6 separate regions of the Mus musculus genome follow, and regions 1, 2, 3, 4 and 6 are each linked to region 5. Evidence: chromatin contacts called from public Hi-C, HiChIP or PLAC-seq, Micro-C and promoter capture Hi-C data. All regions are on one chromosome and are shown on one strand. The core of a region is the stretch at or near the end of the contact, and the rest is flanking DNA. Distances in the headings are between cores, read along the strand shown.

The links. Promoter capture Hi-C pulls out the DNA fragments that hold promoters and counts their contacts. Hi-C and Micro-C count contacts between places; a contact is called where the count stands out from the background. HiChIP or PLAC-seq counts read pairs in DNA pulled down with a chosen protein or histone mark.
Region 1: a promoter capture Hi-C map of liver shows a contact between it and region 5, with 5 times the contacts expected there. The contact joins the promoter of Lrwd1 here to the promoter of Gnb2 in region 5. A contact is called at or near these places in 2 of 39 promoter capture datasets (erythroid cells and liver).
Region 2: a Hi-C map of CD4 T cells shows a contact between it and region 5, with 7 times the contacts expected there. The contact joins the promoter of Prkrip1 here to the promoter of Gnb2 in region 5. A contact is called at or near these places in 1 of 484 Hi-C or Micro-C datasets (CD4 T cells) and 1 of 115 datasets of contacts at active chromatin or transcription factors (pancreatic cancer cells).
Region 3: a contact with region 5 is called in a Micro-C map of embryonic stem cells, with 6 times the contacts expected there. The contact joins the promoter of A430033K04Rik here to the promoter of Gnb2 in region 5. A contact is called at or near these places in 1 of 39 promoter capture datasets (pre-B cells) and 1 of 484 Hi-C or Micro-C datasets (embryonic stem cells).
Region 4: an HNF4G HiChIP or PLAC-seq map of pancreatic cancer cells shows a contact between it and region 5. The contact joins the promoter of Ywhag here to the promoter of Gnb2 in region 5. A contact is called at or near these places in 1 of 39 promoter capture datasets (pre-B cells) and 1 of 115 datasets of contacts at active chromatin or transcription factors (pancreatic cancer cells).
Region 6: a promoter capture Hi-C map of pre-B cells shows a contact between it and region 5, with 2.7 times the contacts expected there. The contact joins the promoter of Tmem120a here to the promoter of Gnb2 in region 5. A contact is called at or near these places in 2 of 39 promoter capture datasets (liver and pre-B cells) and 1 of 484 Hi-C or Micro-C datasets (B cells).

The regions. Positions count from the first base shown.
Region 1 is chr5:136,134,273-136,138,526 of GRCm38.p6, forward strand. Lrwd1 (leucine-rich repeats and WD repeat domain containing 1) reads right to left here and starts at 1,802. Exons shown (of 15, transcript NM_027891.4): 1 at 1,600-1,802; 2 at 227-461. The coding sequence starts at 1,679. It overlaps Alkbh4 (alkB homolog 4, lysine demethylase), which reads left to right and starts at 1,873. Exons shown (of 3, transcript NM_001347492.1): 1 at 1,873-2,022. The coding sequence starts at 1,906.
Region 2 is chr5:136,196,010-136,200,242 of GRCm38.p6, forward strand. Prkrip1 (Prkr interacting protein 1 (IL11 inducible)) reads right to left here and starts at 2,945. Exons shown (of 6, transcript NM_025774.3): 1 at 2,766-2,945; 2 at 1,771-1,849. The coding sequence starts at 2,891.
Region 3 is chr5:138,621,101-138,625,619 of GRCm38.p6, forward strand. A430033K04Rik (RIKEN cDNA A430033K04 gene) reads left to right here and starts at 1,759. Exons shown (of 4, transcript NM_183025.2): 1 at 1,759-1,888. The coding sequence starts at 1,850.
Region 4 is chr5:135,933,364-135,937,727 of GRCm38.p6, forward strand. It overlaps Ywhag (tyrosine 3-monooxygenase/tryptophan 5-monooxygenase activation protein, gamma polypeptide), which reads right to left and starts at 1,278. Exons shown (of 2, transcript NM_018871.3): 1 at 960-1,278. The coding sequence starts at 1,046. Gm40346 (a long non-coding RNA gene) reads right to left here and starts at 953. Exons shown (of 2, transcript XR_868594.2): 1 at 1-953.
Region 5 is chr5:137,531,247-137,535,290 of GRCm38.p6, forward strand. Gnb2 (guanine nucleotide binding protein (G protein), beta 2) reads right to left here and starts at 2,060. Exons shown (of 10, transcript NM_010312.5): 1 at 1,893-2,060.
Region 6 is chr5:135,741,325-135,745,680 of GRCm38.p6, forward strand. It overlaps Tmem120a (transmembrane protein 120A), which reads right to left and starts at 2,848. Exons shown (of 12, transcript NM_172541.2): 1 at 2,724-2,848; 2 at 957-1,075; 3 at 642-758. The coding sequence starts at 2,804.

The DNA of each region.
Region 1 (4,254 bases), core at 552-3,051, 1.4 Mb before region 5:
TTGGTCCCCAGCACCGCATAACTGGGCTTTGTGGAACATGGTCAGAACTCAGGAGGTCAGAGGCAGGAGGAGCAGAAATTTAAGGCTATTTGCGGACCCACAGTTAATTTGAAACCAGCCTGTGCTACATCGGACCCAGTCTCAAAACAAAACGGAAACGGGGGGGGGGGGGGCGGGGGGGGGAATGGAGCCTGAGTCTGCCCCACAGAGTCCTGGTCCCTCTCACCGTCAGGAAGGGGTTGCCTTCCAGATTGAGCTCCTCAAGTTCTGGGAACTGGTGCAAGGCAGTGACATCCCCGAGCTGGTTGTTGGTACAGCGAAGGATGCGCAGATGGGACAGGCCCAGGTTAGCAGGCAGCGTCTCCAGCAAGTTGTTAGAGAGGTCAAGTTCCCTCAGCTTCTTCAGGCGCCCCAGGAGATTGGGATCCAAGTGCTCTGAGAGCAGCTGCAGCCCCGACAGACTGGGGTGAGGGCAGAGAGCAAGAGAGCTGAGGGAGCGGGCCAGACCCTCCCATTAATTACCCCATCTGTCCCAGAGGGATTTCCACCAACAAAGTTCTTGTGCAAGCATGAAGCTTGCTTTAGACTTGGCTAGCCTGAACTATGTAGACTAGGTTGGCCGCAAAACTCAAGAGATCCCATCCTACACAACTCATTGCGTAGTCCAGGAAAGCCTTGAACTTAACTCTCCTCCCCCTACCCACGTGCTGAGATGACAGGCATGTGCCACCCCTTGGGAGCTGTTCAGGTGTTGATAGGGATGGAACCCTAGGGATACTCAGGCTCTGTGCATGTCTAGTAAGCAATGTAGCAACTGAGCTATGCCAACTGTTCTAGCCTTCTCACTTCCTAACTTACCTTTCTATGTATTACAGAGTGTCTATGTATCTGTGTGTGGTGTGTGGATAGGAATGGGCACAATCAAAGCGTGATTAAGGGGGTCATGGTTTTAGGGAGCTGCTTTGCTCCACTGTCTGGGCCCAAGGGATTGAATTCAGGCTTGATGACAGACAGGCACCTTTATCTGCAGATCATTTCTGTGGCCCATCTTCCCTCCCTTAAAGAGTACTTTGTTGCCGGGCAGTGGTGGCACACGCACGCCTTTAATCCCAGCACTTGTGAGGCAGAGGCAGGTGGATTTCTGAGTTCGAAGCCAGCCTGGTCTACAGAGTGAGTTCCAGGACAGCCAGGGCTACACAGAGAAACCCTGTCTCAAAAACAAACAGGCAAGCAAACAAACAAAACAAAATGACTTTAGAGCCCAAGACTTCCAAGTTCCTTCTTGTTTTTACTAGTTCCTGCTAGCCCGTTCCGTGCTACACAGGATCCCTCAACATCCCTTAGTATCTCATCAGTCTTTCCACTCCGCGCAAGGCTAAGGGCGTTCGCTCCAAGTTTATCTGACGCCGGGCGTTGGCTGCCAATCTCCCACATCTCCGTTTGGCGCGAGATTCGACTGGGGCTCGAATCCCGGATAACAGAATAACCCGGGCAGGAGGAGGAGACGGAGGGGTCTGAGCCTTGCATTCCGCCCATCAAACCACCCTGGCGGGGAAGAACCCCACGCCCCGGATCCGCTTCAACCCCACATGCTCTTACTTCAAACTCTGAATCTTCCCCAGCTTATCCGTCTTGGGTCGCCCACGTTGCAGGAGCAGTTGCGGCGTGAGAGGAGCCATGGGTGGCCGAGGGCTCAACCGAACCCGCGCCTCCACGAAGTCCGGTCGCTAAGGCCCGCTGCCGGGGAGCCCAGGAGGTGGCGCACAACAAACCCTTTGCGAGTCCGTTGCGACCGGAAGGAAGTAGAACGCCAGCCTTACGCCCCACCTCCTGCTTCTGCGATGACTACAACTCCCAGCGGCCCCTGCGTCTCGCGCCTGCGCTCTTAACTGATCGGAGGACGCGATGGCGGCGGCGGCTGAAGTTTCTCTTTTGCAGGAGTGCGGCTGTAAGGGCATCCGGACCTGTCTTATCTGCGAGAGACAACGCCACAGGGACCCGCCCTGGCAGATCTGCCTTCAGGTACGGACTAGGAAAAGAGTCATAGCCAGAAAATCTATTCATCTTAATGGGAAACTAAGGCCCAGCTTGCCTGTAAAACAGCCAAGGACCAAAGCCTCGCGGTAGGTGAGTTGTTTGGAGCGCTTATATCTTCAATATTCACAAAACCCAAAAGGTGGACCAAGTGCCATCGGCTGATTAATGGAAGGGCGGGGAAATGCTGGTGCACGCCGAGATCTCTGCATTTGAAAGGCAGAGAGGCTGGAGAACGGACCTCAGCCGCCCAGCAGGTTTTAGGAGTTACCTTGGCAGTAGGGAAGCGGCTGTCACACATCATCTCTGTGACTTTGGGGGGTGAGGGGTGGGGGTGGGGGGCAGTGGTAAATAACTTGGACTGAACGGGTCTGGTTTTGAGTGAGCTTCCGGAGCACAAGGGAGACTGCATGGAAATGGTAGGGAGTGCTGAACACTAGGCCGCCTGTATTAGACAGGGAATGAGCGACTTAAGACAGCACAGGCAGCCGGGCAGTGGTGGCGCATGCCTTTAATCCCAGCACTCGGGAGACAAGAGGCAGGTGGAATTCCGAGTTCGAGGCCAGCCTGGTCTACAGAGTGAGTTCCAGGACAGCCAGGACTACACTACAGAGAAACCTGTCTCCAAAACAGGCTTTGATTTGGGGGAAATTTTTTTGGGAAAACAAACCTGTATGAATCAGCTTTACAGCCGGGCAGTGGTGGTGCATGCCATTAGACTTAGCACTTGGGATGCAGAGGCAGGCAGATCTCTGTGAGTCCCAGGCTAGCCTGATCTACATAGGGAGTTCCAGGAAAGCCCATCTTGAAAAACAAAAACAAATCTGTCTTACAAGATACTAATAGGATCAGGAGTCAGGTAGGCCAGGAAGAATGTTAAAATGTTTCCCTTCTAGCTCTCTGTTGACCAGGCTAACACCTTCCATCAAAATGGGCAATGGATGGATGAATGAATGAATGAATGAATGAAAAATAACTTCAGAGCATTTGTATGGCCCTGGCAGTGCTGTAGCAAGTTGCTGGGATGCATAGCCAGGGGAATGCTTGAGTAGAGGCCTGAGATAGGAGCTGTGGGTGGCTGAGGCGACAGACACTTAAAGAGATCAAAGGGGCCTGAGCCAAGTTTTTTGTTTTAGTTATTTTCTTTAGTTAGAGGCCCCAGGGCGCCCCCTCCATAAGCTAAGATTGCAAGCATATGTCACTATGTCTGGATCATGGCAGCATTCAGAGTGACCAAACACCCAAGTGTTTATTATATCAACTGGTGAACTGAAGAGTGGGCAGTGTTGGTGCTGGCTTGAGGGAGGTCAAAGATATCTACATAGCAAGTTTCAAACCAGACTAAATAAAAGCCTGTCTCGACAGGAAAGAAAGAGGCAAACCATAAACTAATAAGAGATTTTTAAAAATCTCGGATATCCATGCAGTAGATATAACCTTAGAAAGGAAGGAAATTCTGACGCGAGTTCCATATGGATTCACCTTGAAGATGTGCTGCTAAAAGAAGGAAGCCAGTCTCTAGCTGGAGGCGTGGTCTGGAGATAGTGCACCTGCCTAGCACCGCCCAGGCTGGAGAGATGGCTCTACACTTAAGAACACTGACTGCTTCGGGCGTGCTGGCGCAGGCCTTTAATCCCAGCACTCGGGAGGCAGAGGCAGGCGGATTTCTGAGTTCGAGGCCAGCCTGGTCTACAGAGTGAGTTCCAGGACAGCCAGGGCTACACAGAAAAACCCTGTCTCAGAAAAAAAAAACCAAAGACCTAAGTTTGCCTCCCAACACCCAAGTCACTGGCGCCCTCTTCTGGCCTTGGAGGGCACATGTGCATGCCACACACAGATTCAAACATAGAAAGAAAGAACTGCCCTAGTGAGGGGCTTGGGATGGACCTCTGTGGTAGAGTGCTTACCTAACATGCTAAGGCCTGGCTCATGTAGCCCAGGCTGGCCTTATTCACTATATAGTGAAAGATGACCATGAACTCTTAATGGTCCTGAAGACCAGGATTACAGACCTCTGCCGCCACACAGGTTTTTTTGCAGTGCTGGGGAAGGAACCCATGGCTTCATGCATGTCGGGCAGGCCTATACCATCTGAGCTACAGCCACAGATTTATGATGCCCTACATTTTATGTACATTGGTGTTTTGCCTGCATGTGTGTCTGTGTGAGGGTGTTGGATCTCCTGGAACTGAAGTTAATGGACAGTCGTGAGCTCTCCCG
Region 2 (4,233 bases), core at 1,695-4,194, 1.3 Mb before region 5:
ATTAGACTAGAGTTCTCTGCAAGTACACACTCTTCAATGCTAACTCATCTTCTTAGTTCTACCTTTTATTGAAATAGGGACTCACTATGTAGTCCTAGCTGGCCTAGAACTCTATATATAGATCAAGAAGGCCTCAAACCAAAAGAGATCCACGGCCCTAACTTCTGAGAGTTTGTATTTAAGTGCATTCACTATGCCTGACATTTTTTTTAAAAACCTGACATTTATGCATCTGTTTATTTGTAGAGCAGGAAATAAATACCACAGCATGAATACAGAGGTCATAGACAACCTACAGGAGTTAGTTCTTTCTTTCCACTTGGACCCAAGGGATAGAACTCTGGGCGTCAGGTTTGGTGGCAAGCACTTTACCTGCTGAGCCAGCTCTCTATCTCTGAAGCTGTACTATTTGCTTCTACTTAGTATATGTTAACCTAAATCTACTATATAACAAGTGTGTTTTCACTTAGGAAAAATTAAAAATGGAGGCTGGTGAGATGGTTCAGTGGATAAAGGCACTTGCTGCCAAACCTGAATTCCATGGTGGAAAAGAACTGACTCCTCTGACCTCCACAGGCACCACGGCGTGCACAAGCACATGTGCACAAGCACACACAAATAAAATCTTTAAAAAGCATAAGATGTCATTTCAAAGAATGAGAAAATCAGGTACAATGGTTCTGCTGGCTAGTTTTATGTCAATTTGACACAAGCTAAAGTCATAGGCGGATCATACCTCCAGGAGATCTGCCTGTAGGGCATTTTCTTAATTAGTGATTGTTGAGGAGGGCCCAGCCCATTGTGGGTGGTGCCATCCCTGGGCTGGTGGTCCGGGTTCTATAAGAAAGCAGGCTAATCAAGCCAGTAAGACACCCACCATGGCCTCTGCATCAGCTCCTGCCTCCAGGTTCCTGTCTTGACTTCCTCCAATGATGGACTGTGATATGGGAGCCCTTTCCTCCCCAAGTTGCTGTGGGACATGGTGTTTCATCACAGCAATAGAAACCCTAACTAGGACAACGGTGGATGTTTCTGATGCCAGCACTTAGGGGGCAGAGGCATGAGGAGTATGAGTTCAAGCACAGCCTGGTCCACACAGTGAGACCCTACCTCAAAAACAAAACATCGTATTGAAGAGGGGGCCTGGAGCTCTTCCCTGCCCAGTCCGTTTGTCTGATCATGTGACACTTTAGCAGCTTTTAAAGCCTCTGAATAAAATGGTTTAACCACAAGAAACAAAACAAAACCAAAAGCATAACTGGGAAACCATTATCTACTGTCAAACCATAAAATAGCAAGGAGTGCTGTCTCCTGTAAAGACAAAATAGTTTTCCATATATATAATAGAGGGCACCTGATCGCTTTACAGATGGTTGTGAGCCACTATGTGGTTGCTGGGAATTGAACTCAGGACCTATGGAAGAGCAGTGTTCCTAACCACTTAGCCACCTCTCCAGCCCCAGACTAATTTTCCTATCAAAGATCTAGTTGACAAGAAAAGAAAATAGTGTTTCATATTTCCCCTTAAAAACTATAAACCCGGGGCTGGTGAGATAGCTCAGTGGGTAAGAGCACCCGACTGCTTTTCCAAAGGTCCGGAGTTCAAATCCCAGCAACCACATGGTGGCTCACAACCATCCTTAACAAGATCTGACTCTCTCTTCTGGAGTGTCTGAAGACAGCGACAGTGTACTTACATATAATAAATAAATCTTTAAAAAAAAAACAAAACAAAAACTATAAACCCCTGACACCCATAAGAGACATTACCCATGACATCTCGGACAAATTCTGGAGGCGCTCGAGGAGCCCATTCATTCATTTTCTCTGGAATTGGAACTGCTTTGTCCTGGAACAGTTAAACAGAAAAGCATCTATGAACATACACTTGCTGAGGAAGGTACATCCCGTTTGACGATCTCAACTGAGCACGCTTCTCAAATCTGGAGCTGACTGAGTGTAGTTCTGCTGCCCTGGCCTTACTTCATCCACTACACCATGGGGTCTAACGTGGGCCAAAGTTCTCCTGCGCTAAACAAGTCTGGAATCTACGTCACTAAGAGACGAGCCAACCTCTTCTAGTCAAAGATATGAGCTGTCTGTTTTACGAGGCCCATTGAAGAGGTAAAGAGTGATGTGGTCCAAATTTGGCGTCCAATGCTTCTTTAATAATGGCTGCTATTTGGAGTTGTACACTTTTGCTAAGACATCGATTCTGGGTTTTGTTGGTTTCTGAGATAGGTCTCACTGTCTAGCTGATCTGAAACTCACTACGTAGACCACGCTCGCCTCGAATTTGTAGCAAACTTCTGGGGTCAGCCACCAGAGTGCTGGGATAGCAGGTGTGCACCACCATACCCAGCTCCCACCGCTTTGGTTCATATATTAAAATAGAAAGGGCTGTGAAGCAATACTGAATAGTAGCGCAGGGCTGTCATCCCAGCTCGTAGGGAAGATAAGGTAAGAGGAGCCGGGATGCGAGGAGCCCGGATGCGAGGTCTGCCTATCTTACAAAGCCGATTCGGTACGGAACGTGGACAGCACGAGCAACGCCATGATACCGCAAACAGCAAACTAAGAAAAAGGAGGGTGTGGAGGGCTGGGCAGCGCCTTCGTGCAGCTACGCTGTAGGACAAGAACAGGAGCGAGGCTCCCTCCACGGGGCCGCCCTCTCCGCCCCAGGGTTGCTCTAGGGGGACTGAATGTAGCCTTGCTCGGTCTGGCGGCGGGGTGAAGGGACTGCGCCTCGGCCCACTTCCACTCACCGGGTTCTTCATGAGCCGCTCCAGCTTGAGCTTCTGCTCCTCGGCCGCATTCTTGGGGATGACCAGCGTCTGCGGCTCTTTCTTGGGCCTGGGCGGTCTCACAGAAGCGGCAGCAGGACTCGCCATAGCCGCTCTCCTACTCCTTTACGAAAGCTGCCGGCGGCCGCTCGTATTGATGACGACAGAAGAGCGCGCCAACCGCGCACGCGCACTCTCAAACCCCCGGGGGGAGGGGCGCTCTCCTGAGGCGCATGCGCACTCTCTCCTCGGAGGTACGAGGCAGTCCTAAGCAGCTTGCTTGAATATTCATGAACGCGAGGTCAGTGTGGTTTATTTTGATCATAGCACTTTAATTTCATTTCCTGTTTCAAAACAAATCAGGGCTGCCTGATTCTCACATCCGGAGAGGAAGAGACGGCCTTTAGTGATGATGAGTGGGCTGGCCCCAGGCGACGTCTCAGGTCCCCAAGGACTTCGCACAGCTTGCTCTGGGACTCTTGGCACGTCCCTCCCAGTTTCGCTCGCTCCTGGGCTTTGTCTTTTTTTTCCGTTTCTTTTTTATCTATTCTACTTTCTCCCTACCCCACTCTCTCTTCCTCCTCCTCCTCTTCTCTCCCCTTCTCCGCCCTCTCCATATCGTCTCCTTCCCTCCCTCTTTTCCTTCCTTCCTTTCCTTTCCTTTTTTTTTTTTTTTTTTTTTTTTTTTTTGTTTTTTTGTTTGTTTGTCTTGTTTTTCAACACAGAGTTTCTCTGTATATCTCTGTCCTGGAACTTGGTTTGTAGACCAGGCTGTCTTCGAACTCTCGGAGATCCGCCAGCCTCTCACACCCCGATTCCTATAATAATCTTATAATCTCCTTTGTAACTGAACTCTTAAGACAGACCCGATCTCCTTGGCCACGCTGAAAGTACAGCGCCACCAGTCGAGCCTGAGTATGTGAGTCTGTTTTAGAATAAAGGAAGTTGCCATTCCAATCTACCTGACGAGGAATTAACTTCAAGTCTTTCACTTGAAGGTGAAAGTAATGGAGAATGATGGAACTGCGGCCTTCTGGTGGTGGAGTGTTTTGTTGACCATGCGTGAGGCACTGAAGTAGCTCCCTATAGTAAAAGATGTTAAGAGCCAGCAGTGGTGGTGCAGGCCTGTAATCTCAGCACCCAGGGAGTTACAGGCAGATGGATCCCTGAGTTCAAGGCCATCCTGGTCTGTAGAGAGAGAGTTCCAGGACAGCCAGAACTACACAGAGAAAGCCAGTCTCAAAAAACAAACAACAAAAAAACAAGCAACAACAAAACAAGCAACAACAAAAACCCAAGATGGTAACAGTAACATCTTGTAGGCAAGGAAACTGAAACAAGTCCTTTATTAGAAGAAGCTTATTAGAATGAAAGGGCCTCAAAGCTGACTGTTGCTGGAGATGGAGGGAGAACAATAGACAGTACAGTATATGGATCTCTGAACGTGGTG
Region 3 (4,519 bases), core at 509-3,008, 1.1 Mb after region 5:
GGCTGACTTGCCAGCTCTGTAACAAGGAGAGCAAAAAAGACAAAACAAAGCAAAACAAAACACAAGCATGCTAGACTATTGAGCACAGTGCATCAATAGCAACCGCTAAAAGATAAACCACTTTCAACAAACATTACTATTGTTCATACTGTGGTAAAAATCCCTGCATTAGGAAGGAGAAGCCAGGAAAAGATTCATGGTGGAAAAGATTATAATCAGGAACCCCAGGTGACTGCCTTGATGGCCCCTGATCAACTCCTGCTGCATGACTGTAAACACTACCAATTTCTCATTTTGTCACTTTGGTGCCTCTGTGTGTGTGTGTGTGTGTGTGTGTGTGTGTGTGTGTACATATATGTGTTTGTGTAAGTGTATGCAGACATGTACATGAAGGTGCCCCGAAGGCCAGAAGAGAGCATACGATCCCTTGGAACTGAAGTTACAGATGGTTTTGAGTCACCTGATATGAGTGCTGGATTTGAACTCTGGTCCTCAGGACAGAACTTTAAACGTTCTTAAGCCATTTCTCCAGCCTGTTAGCTCTCTTAGTCAGGTTCCTCCAGCTGTCCTTACTGAGTATTGTAAACTCTGCTGGTTCTGTCAATCAACGACATGCAATTTATCCTTTTACTTTTTTTCCTTGCTATATACTCAGTAAACACATTTATTCAAAACCCCAGATCATTCCCTGGACTACAGAGAAAAGCAGGTTACGAGGACTTGATACTGCTTACAAGTCACTTGACTAACAAAAGGTGCCGAATAGACACTGATCTCCATCTCCTCTTATTAGATGTTGCTGAGCTTACAAAAATATGTATAGAGCAGTCCCTTCTACTTCCTGAGACCAGGAAAGTCATAGCTCTCAAAAGGATTTTGTAGCTGTTCTGAGTGGAGGCAAGCTAGAATCTAAATACGTTTGAAGATCTTGTCCCAATAGCACATAAAAGTCATCAAGTTTTCACTGGTCAGATTATAAAGATATTTTAGGTGCAATGGGTCATTGCAATCAACATCACGTGTATTCATTTATTTCAAGTCAGGGTTTAGATATGCGTCCCAAGGTGCCATAAAACTCATCCTGTAGCCAAGCTGAACTTGAGATTGCGATTTCCCTGACTCTGTCTTTCAAGTGCTAAGGAGTACATACAGGCACGCGCCACCAAGGTTGACTTTGCCTGCAATTTTTAATCTGAATATAAGAAAACTTTTACAAGTCTCTTTCCATTTTGAAGGCAAAGCTAATGAGAGCAGATTTCAGAAATTTTGAGATGATTTTGAAAACGGACATCTTCCCATTTGTTTATTCGACTAAACACATGTACACATACTTAACTCATAATCACATATGACTTTATGTATAGAATTAAAAGCAAATGTGAGCTGTGGTCCAGAGAGGACTTTAGCAGGCTAAAAGCAACGCGTATGGACCTGAAGGCATAAGGTTTTAACAGAGGCTGAAGTCTTTGTGCATATACGCGACAGGACTCGTGGCTACCCCATAGCTGGAGAAGACCGAGGGTCAGGCCTCCTATAGAAGTCCAAACTTGGAGACGTGACAGGAGCCAGAGTCCCCAACAGCTGCAGCTAAGAACCTGTTAACCTGAGCTCCTTCAGCTGTGAGCTGGAGCCAACTACTGTCTTTCAGAGGACAGAGAACCTGAAGCTCTGTCCAATCAGAGGCCCTAGCCTCAAGACGTGCCCAATCAGACACACAAACGGAGGGTAGGGGCGGGCTTTGGCTGTCAACCAGCCTTTGTCTGGGACCCTCCATATTGGAATCACTGTATGCTGCTAGGGAAGCTGTTGCTCAGCTTCGGTGGCGCGGTGACGCTGTAAGTGCTGGGCGATGGTGAGAAGACGCCAGCGGCTCCCAGAAGTGGACATGGTGAGTGTACGTGTGGCGCCCGGAGGTGACAGTGCGGGAAGCGCTGTGGCAGAGCAGGGTCTGCGGTGAGGCCTCCTGGGCAGCTGATCTGGATCCCCTGGGCTGCGGGGTTGCTGGAGCCTGGGCGTCCTGTCCTTCTACCTGAGGGTTCTGGCGCCTTTTCTGAGCAGCTCTGCTCTGGCTGCCTGTTTGCTCCGGATCATGCGTGGCGAGGACTTGGTGGATCATCAGGGGAGAGTCTCTGAATGTGACGGTCATTCACTAAAGGAACTATGTTTTCTAGAATCCCCAGTCCCTTCGTTCTCTCCGTGGCCCACCTAGCCCGAACTTCACAAATGAATGGGAAACAGGGTCGCAAACCCAGAACCTAAGCCAGCTCCACTGCAGTCTACTACCTGTTCTTCCACATCCTCGCCCACACTCCCAACACGAAAATTTCCCCTTTCACCCATTTTGTATGGTCCTGGGCTTACTACAGGTACTCTGCAGAGCAGCTGCACTTTTGAAAGCCTCCCATTTATTCCAAATGATATATTTTCCTTATGGTAATCTCAAACCAATATTTTTTTCAAAAAAAAAAAGTTTTGTTTTCCTCCAGGTACGAGAAAAATTGATTTTTAAGTGTGTTTGTGTGTGTCTGTGTGTGTCTGTGTGTGTCTGAGTGCACCAAATGAGGGCAGTGCCAGAAAATGGCGTGTGATTGATTCCCCTGAAGTGAAGTTACAGCAGGCTGTGAGTTTCCCCATGTGGATGCTGGGAACCAAGCCCCGGGTCCCCTGGAAGAGCAGCAATTGCTCTTAACTGCTGAGCTGTCTCTCTAGTCCTGAGGATGTTTGTGTGTGAAGAGAGTAAAGTAGAGAAGAAACCCCTGAGTCCTTGTTTTAAAAAGACTGTGTCTTCTGTCCTACCCCCCCCCCCCCACTCTAGGCTAGGACAATTTATGAGAATACCTTTGTCTACTTCCCCCATAGGAACTGTGAGATGTCCTCATCCCCACCTCCATGTCTTTTCCAGGTAGTAGGTTTCTGAAGTGCCTGAACCGAAATGCTTATAATCGTCCCGTCTCGGGTCTCTTGGAGTATTTAGCAATACTGAGTAGACCTGAAATGTGGGGTGAACTGTGGAAGAGTGTGATGGAAGTGCCAAGGCCCTATAAGGCTGCCAAGAGGTCCAGTGCTGCTCGTTGTGTGTGTGTGTGTTTTCTACTACATAGTAATTAATTTCTAATTAACTAGTAATTCTATTTTTATCTGTTATACTGATATGTCTGTGTTGCTCTTAACAATACCATCCTTTGATCCATGTACATCCATCGATAGATGACTTTTGTAGCATTGGAACCCTTGGATATTTTATCACAGTATTTGAATTACAAACTGCATGCTAGTGTCGTGTAATGATAGCTGATCTTACTGATCTTATTCTAGGGCACTGGGTCCTCTCCTCATCTAAGAGGATTTTTGAGGTGTGGGGGTGCAGTCTCTCAGGGGAGCACCCAGATGCCCTGCTGCCAGAAGGAAAGTCCTGGTATACTGTCATCTAAAAGAAACTCTGTTGTTCCATTGTTTTGATAATATTTATTCTGTGCTGAAGCTACAGGAGGTCTGTTGTTTGGAATAACCAGTCCCTGGTGGGATTCAAGTGGCTACTGGGGGAGCATTCAAAGCCTTTTCAGGGTTCACACTGGTCTGTGACCTTTCATTTCTTCATTAATGCTGGGAGTTGAGCACCAACCAAGTGCTTTTGTGCCTGCCTAACACTTAGGGCTGGCTTACAGTTTCACAGGTCCATTATCATCATGGTGGAAAGCATGGAAGCATGCAGGCGGACTTGGTGCTAAAGGAGCTGAAAGTACTACATCTTAATCCATAGGTAGCAGAAAGGGACTACTTCCAACTGGGCAGAGTTTGCGCATAGGAGACCTCAAAGCCCGCCCCCAATAAAGCCTTACCTCCTCCAATAAGGCCAGCCGTCCTAATAGTGCCACTCCCTATGGCCAAGCATTCAAACACGTGCATCTTAATGGGCTAAACCTAACTAAGTTGGGTTTTGCTGGGATTCATAGCTATTTGCATAGGCCCAGTCTTTTCTGCTTCCAGCATTCAGAGGATTAGGATTAATTAATTAAAATGGGATACAGTAAAACTGAGACACTTGTTGCATATTAAAACTCGTTCCAGGAGAGACTGATGGACCTTGTTGTTGGGGTGAGCTGGAGGAGGGGAGGGAGCTTAGGAGGTGCTGAGCATCCATTCTGAATGCCAAAGCTTTACTCTTTTATTTATTTTTTCCTACTAACCAATAATGTTTTTATGAGATTGGATTAATATATGCCTTTTGTTGCTCTTAATACAAACTTCACATCCATATAAATCCATCAGCATATTTTATTTATATTAGGATAACTTGGACTTTGTTATTACAGTACTAGTGTTATATAATATGTTACTATCATGTTAGTAGCCAATCTTATTGCTCTTTCCTAGATTAATTTCATATATACTGTGGATACATACATGCACACACACACATATATTATGCATTTACACATGCATATATTGAATCTTACAGAAATTTTCCAGGGTTTCGTGCTTTTTTTCCTTCTAGTAAGAATTAAGCAAGTTGAAATTT
Region 4 (4,364 bases), core at 28-2,527, 1.6 Mb before region 5:
CCAGTCTAGGCTCTCTGCAATATGACAAATGCAGAATCTTCTGGAATGACTTGATACTGCCTCCCACCACCGCTTTGTTTGCAGTATCAGATCAGACAGAATATTTTTTTACACTCAAACGAATTTCTGCAGACTCGTGCCTGCAATTAAAAGAGAAACTGCATATCTCAGTCAGTTAACATTCAAAGGCATTATAGTTAACCCTTTGAAATGGAAAATAAATAAAATGAAAAATGAAGATGCTATATAGAGGGCCATGAATGGGAATGCCAGCAACACACATATCCCTCCCTTCCTAACAGACTTGCTTTGGGGAATGGTTAAAAGGAAGCCTTTTGTTAAAAAAAAAAAAAACAAAAAAAAAAACGTGAGAAAGGTGGTTTCGATTTTACATCATTGAGGCTGGGTTTTTTTTTCTTTTTTCTTTTAGGAGAGGGGGTCCTACATTTTTTTTCTTCCCGAAACGTCTTTAAAGGATGTGTCAGTGGGAAAGATTGGGGGGGGGGGTGATGGAGTGGGGAGGCGGCAAACTGGGAGACCTGCTGAGTGAATGGGGAAGGCGCCGCCCAGACACCAGGGAGAGAAAGAGGAACCGCATCCATGCGGTCCCCCCGCCCCCACGCCTAAACTGGGAGGAGGGGAAGTGGGGCACAAAGGATGCGCACGGCCCCCAACTCAGGTCTCTGGACATTCAGGGTCACAGAGAGACCCCCACCCCACAGCAGAAACCAGCCACGCAAGACCCCGCCCCAGCCCCGAACTCGGAGAGGCTGGGAAAGAGGCCGCGTCACCACTCGGGTGCATGAGCCCCCGTCCCCAACCCCTCCAAGGAGTGAGATGGAGAGGTGACCCTATAGTCGTGACAAGACAACATGCCCCTGGAGCATGCCTTCCACGCCGAGGAACGCGGTGTCGGGAGAGGCTGGGGCGAGGCAGGGGGGAGGGGAGGAGACACTCACGTTCTTCATGGCCGCGGCCATATCGTCGTAGCGCTCCGCCTGCTCGGCCAGCCGGGCTTTCTGCACCAGTTGCTCGCGGTCCACCATCTTCACAGGGCTGAAGAGGATCGGCTGGAAAGAAGGAAACCGAAGACCGCCTTGAAGGGCTTCAGGAAAAGAGAGGAGCGGCTTGGAGCTCGTGTGTCGGAGGGACCGACCCACGAAGCAAGCTACTGAGACGAGGAGGAGAAGGAGGCGGCACGAGCTGCGACCGCGGGACCCGGCGCAAGGAGGCTGCGGCTCCAATGCGTGCCGCGGGCGGACAACCCCCTGCGGTCCCGCCCACACGGGTGACGTAAAAGTCACCGCCTACTCGCGCATGCGCGCGCCCCGCCCGGTCCCGCCCGGTCCTGCATTTACTGGGCTTCTCTTCTACTGGAACATTCGCGGTGGCTCTTTGCGATTTTCTCAGTGTATCCCCAGTACTACACTGCTCCCTAATGTGCCCCTTTCTTCACTTTACCGTAAATCCTCAGCTTCATCAAACCCACCTCTCCTTGCCCCCTGGGGGCCTCTCCCCCCCCCTTTTTTTTTTTTTTTTTTTTTTTTTTGCATAGCTTCTGGCGCGTGACCTCCTGGGAATTGTAGTTTGACCTGCAGCAAGCTGAATTACAGAGCAGACCAAGGACAAAGGGGTGGTGGAGACTACATCTCCCAGTGGGCATTGCGCGCAGGCAGAGGCGGACCGGATGGGGGGCAGGGTCTAACCCGCAGCCGCTGGGGACCCCTGGCGGGGAAGCAGTCTACACTAGCCTAAGCGAGTGCTGATTCACGGCCTCGCCCCATAGCCTCTGGGCAGTTGGAAGGAAAGAAAAGGTCAAGGCCTTAGATCTGGACTCTCTGAAACTGAAGTAACTGGTCATGGTGGAGGGGTAGGGGAAAAACACGAATATAAAGTAGGCAGAAGAAGTACAGACACCGTAAATCCAAACTGCCCAACCACCACCATGGAAAAGATGGAAAAGGTGAACCTGTCCTAGAGATGGCCGCGTGAATGATGCAACCCTTGGACAACTGTCTAACACACACCCACCATGGTTGCAGTCTCCAGTGATGCACTTTAACATCGGACTTAACTGGATGAAATCATAGAATGACACATATCCGCCCGGTATATTGCCTATTTTCCCTAAATGGTGTAGCTGCCTGCAGACTGACCCTGGGGGACTCCCTTCTTCCTCTCCAGTGAACTGGACCAACGCCTGCCTGAACGCACACCCGCTATAGTTTTGACTGCGTATTTTATTTTCATTGTGTTTTTATGAGTTGTTTGGTTTGAAGTAGGGTCTTACACTTCTTAAGGTGACTCTAGACGAAGTTCTGGAATTATAGGCATGCACCAACACAATGGCCTTGACTGTAGAGTTTTGCTTCATCCATTCAACACGTTGAGCACCGGCCCAGTTCCAATGACTTTGTACATTAGCACACAACAATACACAAAGCAGACAAAGCACTCGGCTCAAAAAAAAAAAAAAAAAAAAAAAAAGGAGACAACTGTTTGAACCCACAACAAGCAGCTGACTAACTTTTAACATACCAAAGTGAACCTGGCCTCCAGGTTCTCCAGGCCAGCTGGGGCACAGGGGGAGGGGCTGCCCTTTGCCCAGGGGCTCTTCCCTATATAATCCAGACTTTTTGTTTACCCACCCCTTGTTTTGCTCCTTTTGTACCTTTGGCTTCCTGGCTGGTTCCCCTTTCTTCATGGTTCAGGGTCATGACCACTCTGGACTCTTCCAGATGTGTCTGCGTCTGGCTATGCCTCTTTTATATCTTTTTTTTTTTTCCCCGAGACAGGGTTTCTCTGTGTAGCCATGGCTGTCCTGGAACTCACTCTGTAGACCAGGTTGGCCTCGAACCCAGAAATCTGCCTGCCTCTGCCTCCCAAGTGCTGGGATTAAAGGCATGCGCTGCCACCTTGCCCCTTTTTTACCTGTAATAAACTCTCTCCTTAGCCGTACCTTAGGACCACTCATATCCTTTCCTTTCTTTTTTATTAATTTGTTTTACACTCAACAATCAGGATTGGTCTTTAATCCCAGCATCAGGAAGGCAGAGGCAGCCAGATTGCTGGTAATTCCAGCCCAGACAGCATCTCAAAGATGAATGAATGAATGAATGAATGGGAAAAGATGAAAGGCTCAAGAAGTGGCTCCGTGGTTAATCTTGCTGGCTGATCCCCCAGAGAGCCCCAAGTTCGGTCCCTAGCACCCAGTCTACTGGCTTATAACTGCCTGTGATTCTAGCTCTGGAGAATCTGATAGCCTTTTCCAGCCTCATTGGGCACACAAATGTAACAAACACATAAATAAAAATAAATCTTGAAGCCAGGTGTGTGACACAAGCCTTTAATTCCATCACAAAGGAAGCAGAGGTAGGCAGATCTATGAGTTCACGGCCAGCTTGGCCTACAAAGCAAATTCCAGGACAGCCAGGGCTACACAGAGAAACCCTGTCTCGAAAAAACAAAAAAACAAAACAAACCAAAACAAACAAAAGTTTTTAAAAAATCAACCCTGCCAGGTGGTGGCGCATACCTTTAATCCCAGAACTCGGGAGGCAGAGGCAGGCTGAGTTCGAGGCCAGCCTGATCTACAGAGTGAGTTCCAGAACAGCCAGGGCTATACAGAGAAACCCTGTCTATGAAAAAAAAAAAAAAAAATTCAACCTCTGGGCCCAGAGCGAGTAAGGACCAGAGCAAGAGGGAGAAGGGAAGGGAAAGGAAAGAAAAAAATCAACCTCTAGCACCACACAAAGTATTTTCAGGTGGGTGGTGGCACACACCTTTGATCGAGGTATTTGGGAGGCAAAGGCAGGTGGATCTCTGTGAGTTTAAGGCCAGGTTCTGTGGAGTGAGTTCCAGGACAGTCAGGAGTACACAGTAAAAGCCATGTCTTGGAAAACAAAACAAACGAAGAAAAAACAACTTTCAACTGGAGGGAGGTTCTAAGAAAGATTCTACAATGGGGTCAGCAACATTTCCACCTGAGCCCTCATAGACTAAAGGAAGCATGGGAAACAGTAGGAAGGGTGCTCGACTTGCAAACAAGGCTTAAGCCTAAACCCAGCACCTACAGTTTCAAAGCAAACAAACAAACAAACAAACAAACCTGGGTGTGGTAACACAGATGTGTAATGCCAGCCTGGTGAAGGCTGAGAAGACTCATGGGGGCTCCCTGGCCAGCAAACCTAACCTACTTGGCAAGTTCCAGGCCAGTGAGAGAGCCTGCGGACGGACACCTGCAGAGCAGGCTCAAACTCACACAGATTATCCTGCCTCTGCCTCCCTAGTGCTGGAATCAAAGGTATTCACTGTCATTTACCTGGAACACTGGGACAGATTTATCGATAGGTGGTCTGACTGTT
Region 5 (4,044 bases), core at 810-3,309:
CGGTACCTCTTTAAATTCACCCCCACATACCGCACACCCTCCACACACACCCCCAGCTAAGACAGAGGTGGTGATGGGGGGGGGGGAGGATGAGGGGAGAAGCTAGGCTGTTCGTGGGGTTGCCTAGGCAACCGTCACCCGGACTAAGAGCACCTCATTGGTGAAGTGCCCCCACCCTAGCCTCGTTGCCAAGGCAACCGCATCCGCGGCAGAGACCTGTAGGGTGGGTGACCCCACCCCCGGCCCCCATCGCCCCCGCCCGACCTAGACTCCCGCCTCTTACCCAGAACCGGCCAGGGTGGCTGTTTACAGGATTTGGGAAAAGCCGATTGAGCACTAATAGGTTCGGGACGGCTCAACCCGGGATAATCCCCATTCCGGGCCGGCTGCACCCCATTAGCTGCTGGTCAGTGCGAGAGTAGCGGGGAAGGCAAACCCCCAAGCCGCCAGCTCCCTTCAGCGCCGAGGTCGCCCGCCCCGCTGCGCCCGCACAAAGCCCGTGGGAGCCTCTCAGAAGTAATTAGGGCTCCGAAGAGAGGCCCCTGGCCCCGGGGCGCGGAGCTGCTCTCTCCCAGGCGCCGGCGAGCGGCCCCAGGCGGCTCGGCCCGATGCCCCTAGGCACCCCTAGAGCCCAGCTCTGTGCTCAGCAGCCCCCGAGGCCTAGCTGGCACCACTCCAGCCTCCGACGTCCTGCCTTCCCGGGACACCTGTGCGATCTGGCCGTGTACACTGCACTCTGGCGACCCAGGCGTCCCCCACCCAGCTCCCACTTCCCCCAGACACTGGGCGTTCCTCTTCCCCGAAGATATTTCCCCTCCGTAAGTTCAGCTTTCTGCGCCAGTGCCAGAGGATGCCCCTCCAAAATGAGGGAGGGGGCAACGACATAGCTACCACCCCACTCCAGCTGTGAACAAAAGCCCCTTCCTTCCAGCTGACAGCAGCCCAGGCCTGGCCTCAATGACACAGGCCTGGGGCAGAAGGAAAACAGGCCAGGAAGAAGACACTGGGTCGGGGGCCATGCTCCCAGCCCTTAGATCCCCATTACCCTCCAACGTTCCCTCAGCAGCTCCTCGATTCTAGGGATAAAGCAACCATAGCCCCCCCTCCAAAAAAAAGGGTGCCACCGCCTCCGCAGGTGTGAGAGGAGGAAAGAGAGGGTCCTCAGATCTGGCAGCTGGACGGCGCGGGCTGGCCGTGCTGCGAAGTGCAGTGGGCCAGGCCCTTCAGCTCGTAGGACCTCCATTTTGCCCAAAAGAAAGCTGGACGAAGGGGACAGGCGACTAGGTGCCAGACCTGGGTAAGGATTTGTAAAAAGAATAAGGTGCTGAGATCTCCAGCTTAGGGGTCGGGACTGAGAAAACACTGCCAGAGCCCGAATCAAGGGGCAGTAGGGTGGAGACGAAGACAAGGGTGGCCTTGAGGCCTTAACTGGATCTCCTAGGATTCTGGAGTTCTGCAAGGCTAATGCAAGCAAGGGTGTGAAACGAGTGGGCACGAGGGCTGTTACCCAGGGGCAGGCAGCAGGGTGGTGGTGGGGAAAGGGGGCGGGACAGGACATAGAAGAAACCCAGAATTTAGCCCCCCAACTATTAAGGGATCAAGAGGCAGGCGGGGCTGGGATGAGGGGGGTCTAGATTTTAAAATAATTGCCACTGATATTGCAGGGAGCGCATGCATTATTGAAGCCGAGGGTCCCCCCCCCCCCCCCAGTTCCCCTTCCGGGTTTGGAAACGACCGGGCCAGAGGAAGGGAGGGGAGGTCTGGGAGTTACGTCCGTTTCCCAAGAGCCAAACCCGGGAGACGGAAGGAACCGAGGCTTCCCCCTGCCACACACACACCCGTGGGAATTTGGGGCTGGGGGAGATGAGGACTCCTTTTATCAGCGGAGGTACCTGAGGTGGTGGGACTCTGCCAAGGGGTCGCTTGGAGGAGCGCGGGAGGTCCTGTCTTCCTCCGCGGCGGAGGCGGCAGCGGCGGCGACGCGGATGGATTTCCTCAGTCACCCCAACTCAACCGTCCAGCGCAGCTCTCCCCAGAGCGGAGGGATCCCGCCCGCCAGTGACGCGGCCGTCGCCGCCGCGCCCAGGGCCAGGCTGGACGAGACCAAATACTCAAGTGTGTGGGGGGGAAGGCTAGAAGCGAAAACACCACTCCAGGAGCAAAAGATGCCTCAGCCACAATAAAAGCACAATTCCACGTTTTTCTAACTCATCAAAGATCACACGACGTAGTTTATTTCCAGAAAAGGAGCAAGACATCCTCTCTAGGGACAGCAGAAGTGGTATAGGCATAAGGGAGGGGGGAAAAAAAAAATCCCAGGTCACGTGATCGACCTCCTTCAACCCCCCCCCCCTCCGGATTGGGCGGCTCCAGACTGGAGGCAAGAAGGCCCAATTCTCGGGTTGGCCACGCCCCCTGGTGAGGCCACTCCCTTCCCGGAGGCGGAACTAGGGAAGTCTAAACCAGTGCAGGACAGTGGGGCAGAAAAAGACAGCGAGTGGTTGGTGACCACTAGAATCCCATAAAATGCAAGTTAGAGGGAATTACACCCAGACAGTTCTTCAAGCGCAGCACTGTGAGGGGTTGTAGGCTTCCTAGACTAGGCCTCATACCGCCGCAGCAACAGTCCATATTTATTGATTTGCATACTTAAAGGTTTTTGTTTTATGATAGAGTTTCAGGAGCCCACCACGTAGCCCAGGATGACCCTAAACTGATAATCCTCCTGCTTACATCTACCAAATGCTGGAATTACAGATACACAACCCTGTGCCTGATTTATGCAGGGTAGAACTTAGGGCTTCATACATGCTAGGCAAACACTCCACCAATGGAGCCACATCTCTCACCAATACTTTTGTTTATTAATCCTCATGATGCTGACTATGGACTCAGGCTGCAGAGTTGAGATGCGATCTCAACTTTAATAACCATTGAAGAAAACTACACTGTGGAGCACCCCACCGAGGGAACACAACATAAGAATGTGCCTGGATTTCCATATCTGTTAAATGAGTATATTGAAGGTTACCCTTGAGTCTCCTGGATTGTTGGAGAACTGTCCCGTCCCCCGTCCCCCCATAGATTGTGAAAATGTTTTGGTAAAGTCCGAGTTGTCCTGTGGCCTTTGAGACAGTCCTCGGAGTTTAGGAGATCAAAACACACTATTCAGCCGGGCAAGGTGGCACACACCTTTAATCCCAGCACTCGGGAGGCAGAGGCAGGTGGATTTCTGAGTTTGAGGCCACCCTGGTCTACAAAGTGAGTTCCAGGACAGCCAGGGCTATACAGAGAAACCCTGTCTTGAAAAAAACAAAACAAAACAAAACAAAACAAAACAAAAAAAAAACACTATTCAAAATAGACTGTAGTGAAGTATACTCGTAGAGAGGAAAGAATAGAAAGTTCACATTTGTCTTCACCCACATATTGAACTAGAGGCCAGCCTGAGCCACAGGAGACCTTGTTTCAAAAAGTGTGTTGGGGGACAGGGTTGGAGAGATGGCTTAGTCAGCAAAGTGCTTACCATGCAAACATAAAGACCTGAGTTTGATCCCAGAAAACCAAGTAAAAGAAAAAAAAACCCAGGCACAGTAGCCACACCTATACTATAGCCCCAACACTTGCAGGCCAGGATGGAAAGAGCCCTGAGAGTTTGCTGGTCAGGGAGTTCATGTGAGAGCTCTCAAGTTCTGTGAGAGATCTTGTCTCAGATATTAAAGCAGGAGCAGCTGGCTTGGCAGTTAAGAGCACTTACTGCTTTTCAAGAGGACCAGGGGTCAGTTGCCAGGCCTCACATGGTGTCTCATTACCTTCTGTAACTCCAGTTCAGGGAATCAAATGCTCTCTTCTGATGCACCAGGTATGTCATGCAATGCGCACACGTGCATACATGCAAAATATTTATACACGTAAAATAGCCACAGAGTAAATGAGGATGCCCCCACCCCCCTCTGCCAACTTAAACCTCCAAAGCATCAGATGTGGTGGCCCACACTTGTAAAAGCCAGACCTCCATAACAGCACCCTGTCTCAAAACCACAG
Region 6 (4,356 bases), core at 1,598-4,097, 1.8 Mb before region 5:
ATTTTATTTTTATATGGGTGCTTTGCTTGCAAGTATGTATGTGTGCCTGATGCCCATGGAGTCCAGAAGGTGGTATCAGATCCTCTGGAAATGAAGTTATAGACTTGTAAACTACCATGTAAGTGCTGGGAATGGAACCCTGGTCCCTTAGGGGAGCAGTTAGTGATCTTAACCATTAAGCCATCTCTCTAGCCTCTTTGGTTTTTGTTGTTGATGGTGGTGGTGTTTTTGTTTTGTTTTGTTTTGTTTTTGGAAGAGCATCTTACTATATATAGCCTTGGTTGCCTGAAACACACTACGCTGACTAGGCTAACTTTGAACTCACTATGTAGTCAAAGAGGACCTTGGCCTCTCTCCATCCTCCTGCCTAAGCTTCCAGGGTAGTAGGACCACAGGCGTGAGCTAGCTCATTCTTTACCTCTGGAGATGACTTAGGCTACACTGGGAAGCTGTGTCTAACCCTGGTGTGTGGTTAGATGTCCATCGCTGAGGCCCCAGTTCCCTGAACACTTCCCTTGAAGTTCCTACTACAGTGAGCTGTCAGACAGCCAGGCCATCAATATGTCCCCCTCTACTGACTGAATGACTGAGAGACAGGCTAGGGCGTCCCATCCCTGGAGCTGGAAGAAGAAGGGGCTCACCCGTTCTTCTTAGGCAGATAGGCTTCCATGTCGAAGAAGAGGCCTTGGCGCTCTTTCATCTGGTTTTCCAGCTCCTGTGCAGCCTCCATGGACTCGGATGGGAGAGAGGGTCTGCATCTGGGAGTATGGCAGGAGTCAGGCAGGGCAGGTGGGAGAGCCCCAGTCCTGCAGGAACCCCTGTGAGAACCCTTTGGGACAGAGAAAAGGAACAAAACCCAGGGAGGAAGGATAGAAGAGCCATGCCAAGGGAAGCCCAGCGGAAATGCCCCTCCCCACGTCAACCACCCACCCCCAGCAAGCCGTCACCCCCCTCACTTTTTCAGCACCAAGGCCAGCTCCTGGAGCCGCTTCTTCTGCCGTGTGATGGAGTTTGTACAGTTGGCCTGGAGTTTGGTCAGCTCCTCTAGCTTGAGGCGATACAGGCGATGTGTTTCCTAGCATGAGGAGAAGGCGGTGGCTTCACTGGGGAGCTGCCCCGGCAGGGAACTGGCTCTCTCAGAGGTCGAACTTTCTGTGCTTGCCCAGGGACCTCCCAGAGACTGCTCCACTCCTGAAGCAAGCCAGGAGCTAGGCTTCTTCCTGTAATCTCAGACCCTCCGTGGTACATGTCCTCAACAACAGGTCAGTTGTCCCCAGCTCGGGTGGGCGTCTGAATTCTAAGTGGACTCTAGCCCAGTGGTTCTCGACCTTCCTAACACTGCAACCCTTTAATACAGTCCTCATGCTGTGCTGACCCACCCAACCACAAAATTGTTTTCATTGCTATTTCCTATCTGTAATTCTGCTATTTAGGTGATCCCTGTGAAAAGGTAATCCAATCTCCCTGAAGGGGTGGTGACCCACAGGCTGAGAACTGCTGCTCTCAAAGGGGCTGCCTAAACTCACCCCTTCCTTTCTCAGATCCTCCTACCTACCCAGCCTGAAAGAATGGAAATCAGGGATAGCCATGCTGCCTTCTACCCTGGCATTCCTGACGTTTCATCTCAGGTTAAAGGTCGTCAGGCTTCCCGCCCTAAGGCCAGTCCCTCCCATCCACTCCCCTCCTGCAAGCACCTTTGGTCCAAAGCTTCCCCAAGTACTTTGCCCTGGTGGGTGAGCCTTGCAAGTTGCAGCCTAAACGAAGGGCAAGGGGCAGTGTGGGGAAATCAAGGCAGGGGCTGAGGTCATCGTGGTGATGGCAAAACTGGGAGACATGGAGCTGTGTAGGTCTCTAGGGAGAGTTCTAGTGCCAGCGTTCTGGGGAAACCTGGACACATGAGGCTAGGCAACAGTCCAATAGAGGCAAAGGTCTAACCTAGTCTCCTATTGGCCAGGCTCCACTATTTAGGTCTGTTTCTCATGCCAAAATAAGCTGCCGCATCCTCCTCAAACTCTAGCATGTGCCACCTCTGCCCAGTGACAGCCTTCCAGGAAGCATTGGTTTCCTTCTCTCTGGTATGGAGACAGAGTGGCCACAAACAACACCATCCTGGGATGGGAGGTTTTCCAGTGGTCGCTCTACCAATCCAGGAGGTCCTGGTACAGTCTGCCCCGCCCACCTCTCCCTACAAGAAAGAGCCACATGTACTGGGCCTCTTCTTGTCCCTAGGTGGGCGCTGTCCCTCCGTCTCAGATGGCTGAGATTTCCCCAACCAGGCCCGAATTTTACCTAAACTTGCTTCCCTGCGGCGTTCAGCAGAGTTAGCCAAGGGCGGGGAAGGCGTTGTCCGGCTGCAAGTTTGCAGGGTAATTGACCCAAAAGGCTGGGCCCCGTTGGGTTCTGCCTCGGGTGACTGCTCTTTAGGAAGGGGACTGGGTCCCAGATCGGGTAGCAGTGCAGGGGGAGGGGCAACAGAAGAGTCCTGATCAGTTTTCAAGGCCTTTGCACAAAGTCGAGATATCCCGGCACAGAGGGATCCCGCCCAGGCACGCCGGGGACGCGCGGGCAATCCGGGCTCCCATCAGACATTTAAGAAGAAAAGTAGGGGAGAGTCTCGACCCCTGACCCCTCCGAGCTGCCTTATGTGTGACCTAGTACTGCCTGACCCTTGTCCCCGAGACAGAGACGTGGCTCGGGGCTTGGATGGCCGCAGGGACGCTCACCTGGATACCTTGGAAGTCCTGCTGCAGATCCTCCCAGTTGCGCAGGCAGTCGCCCAGCGGGTCCGGGGGCGGGGACTGCATGTCTTTGTCCACGCCACTGGCCGCGGAGAGCCGCGAGTGGGGAGGACGGAGCTGCAACCCCGGCCGGCCGGAGAAGCCTCCGCCACCGCCCCCGTCCGCTTCCGGGCTCGCGCCGCCGTGACTGCCAACGGGAAAAGGCCCGGCGTAATCTGCGCGTGAGCCCCGCCCCTAGGAGCAGCCAATCAGAGCCAGGGACGAGAGCTGGGCGGGGACATGGGCCCGCAGGGCGTCTCCTCGAATTGAGACCAGAGCTGGGCGGCCAGCATTTTTACCCGAGAAGTCTGCTTCCTCGGACCACTCACAAACCAAGGAGACACGTGCTTCTAACACTTTGAAATTTTTAGATAGTGTCTCACTATGTAGCTCAGCCTGGTCTGGAACCAAGAAATACCCCTGCCTCTGACTCGCCGCGTGCAGAGATTAGAAGCGTGAGCCACCTCATACTCTTCATACACTTTTGTCCTTGAGAAGCTGCGCCTCTCTAGGGACAGCCTTCGTCTCTCAGCTTTTACAGATACTCCTTTCCTGGCCCTGAGTCCTCCAAGCTCTCCTCCGTCCTTAACTTTTAGGCTGCCTCTCCTAAACTTCCTACCGTGTCACTTCCGAAGCCTTACCAGTGCGGTTCAAGTTACAGACTCGGTACAGAACTTGCCCAGCATGCTGGAAGCTCAGAGGGCAATTCACCCAAGCACCACACAAAACATCAGATGCAGTGCGGGGCAGTAGTTAAAGGCAGCGCACGCCTTTAATCCCAGTACTTGGAAGGCATAGGCAGGTGGATCTCTGAGTTCGAGGCCAGCCTGGTCTACAGAGTGAGTTCCAGGACAGCCAAGGCTACACATAGAAACCCTGGCGGGGGGATGGGGGTGGGGTGGGGGGTGGGCCGGGGGGGATCAGATGCAGAGGCGCATGCCAGTGATGCAAACATTTGGAAGGTGCAGACGGAAGAATCAGAAGTTCCTGGTCACCCTCGCCAAGGACACGCACTCACTCTACCTACCACCCACATCACACCCTACATTCTTCATCAGTCCCCTTGTAAGCGCCTCCACCCGGACTTGTTCTGAGTCTGAGGAAGAGCTTTTGGGACTTGTGGCCCATGAGGGGGCGCAGCAGGTAAGAGTGCCTGTGGCCAAGTCTGGTGACTTCAGTTTGATCCCAGGACCCACGTTGTGAAAATAGAGAATCGGTTTCAGCAACGTGTTCTCTGACGTCCACACAGGTACCATGGCACGCCTAGACATCTAGAATAAAGCTGGAGAGAAGCTCGGCTTACGAGCACTGGCTGCTCTTACAGAGGACCTGGCTTCAATGCCTAGGTCTACATAGTAGTTCACAACCATCTGTCACTCCAGTCCCTGGCGATCCAATACCCATCTCTGGCCTTCACTGGTACCAGGCCCACATATGTGGTGCATAGACATATATGCAGGCAAAAAAAGAAGTGCATGCAAGCAAGGCACAGTGCATAATTTTAAATATGGTGTAACAAAAACATGGAAGATTTTGTGGAATTTGGGGGGTTTGGGGATGTGGCTTAGTTGGCGAATGC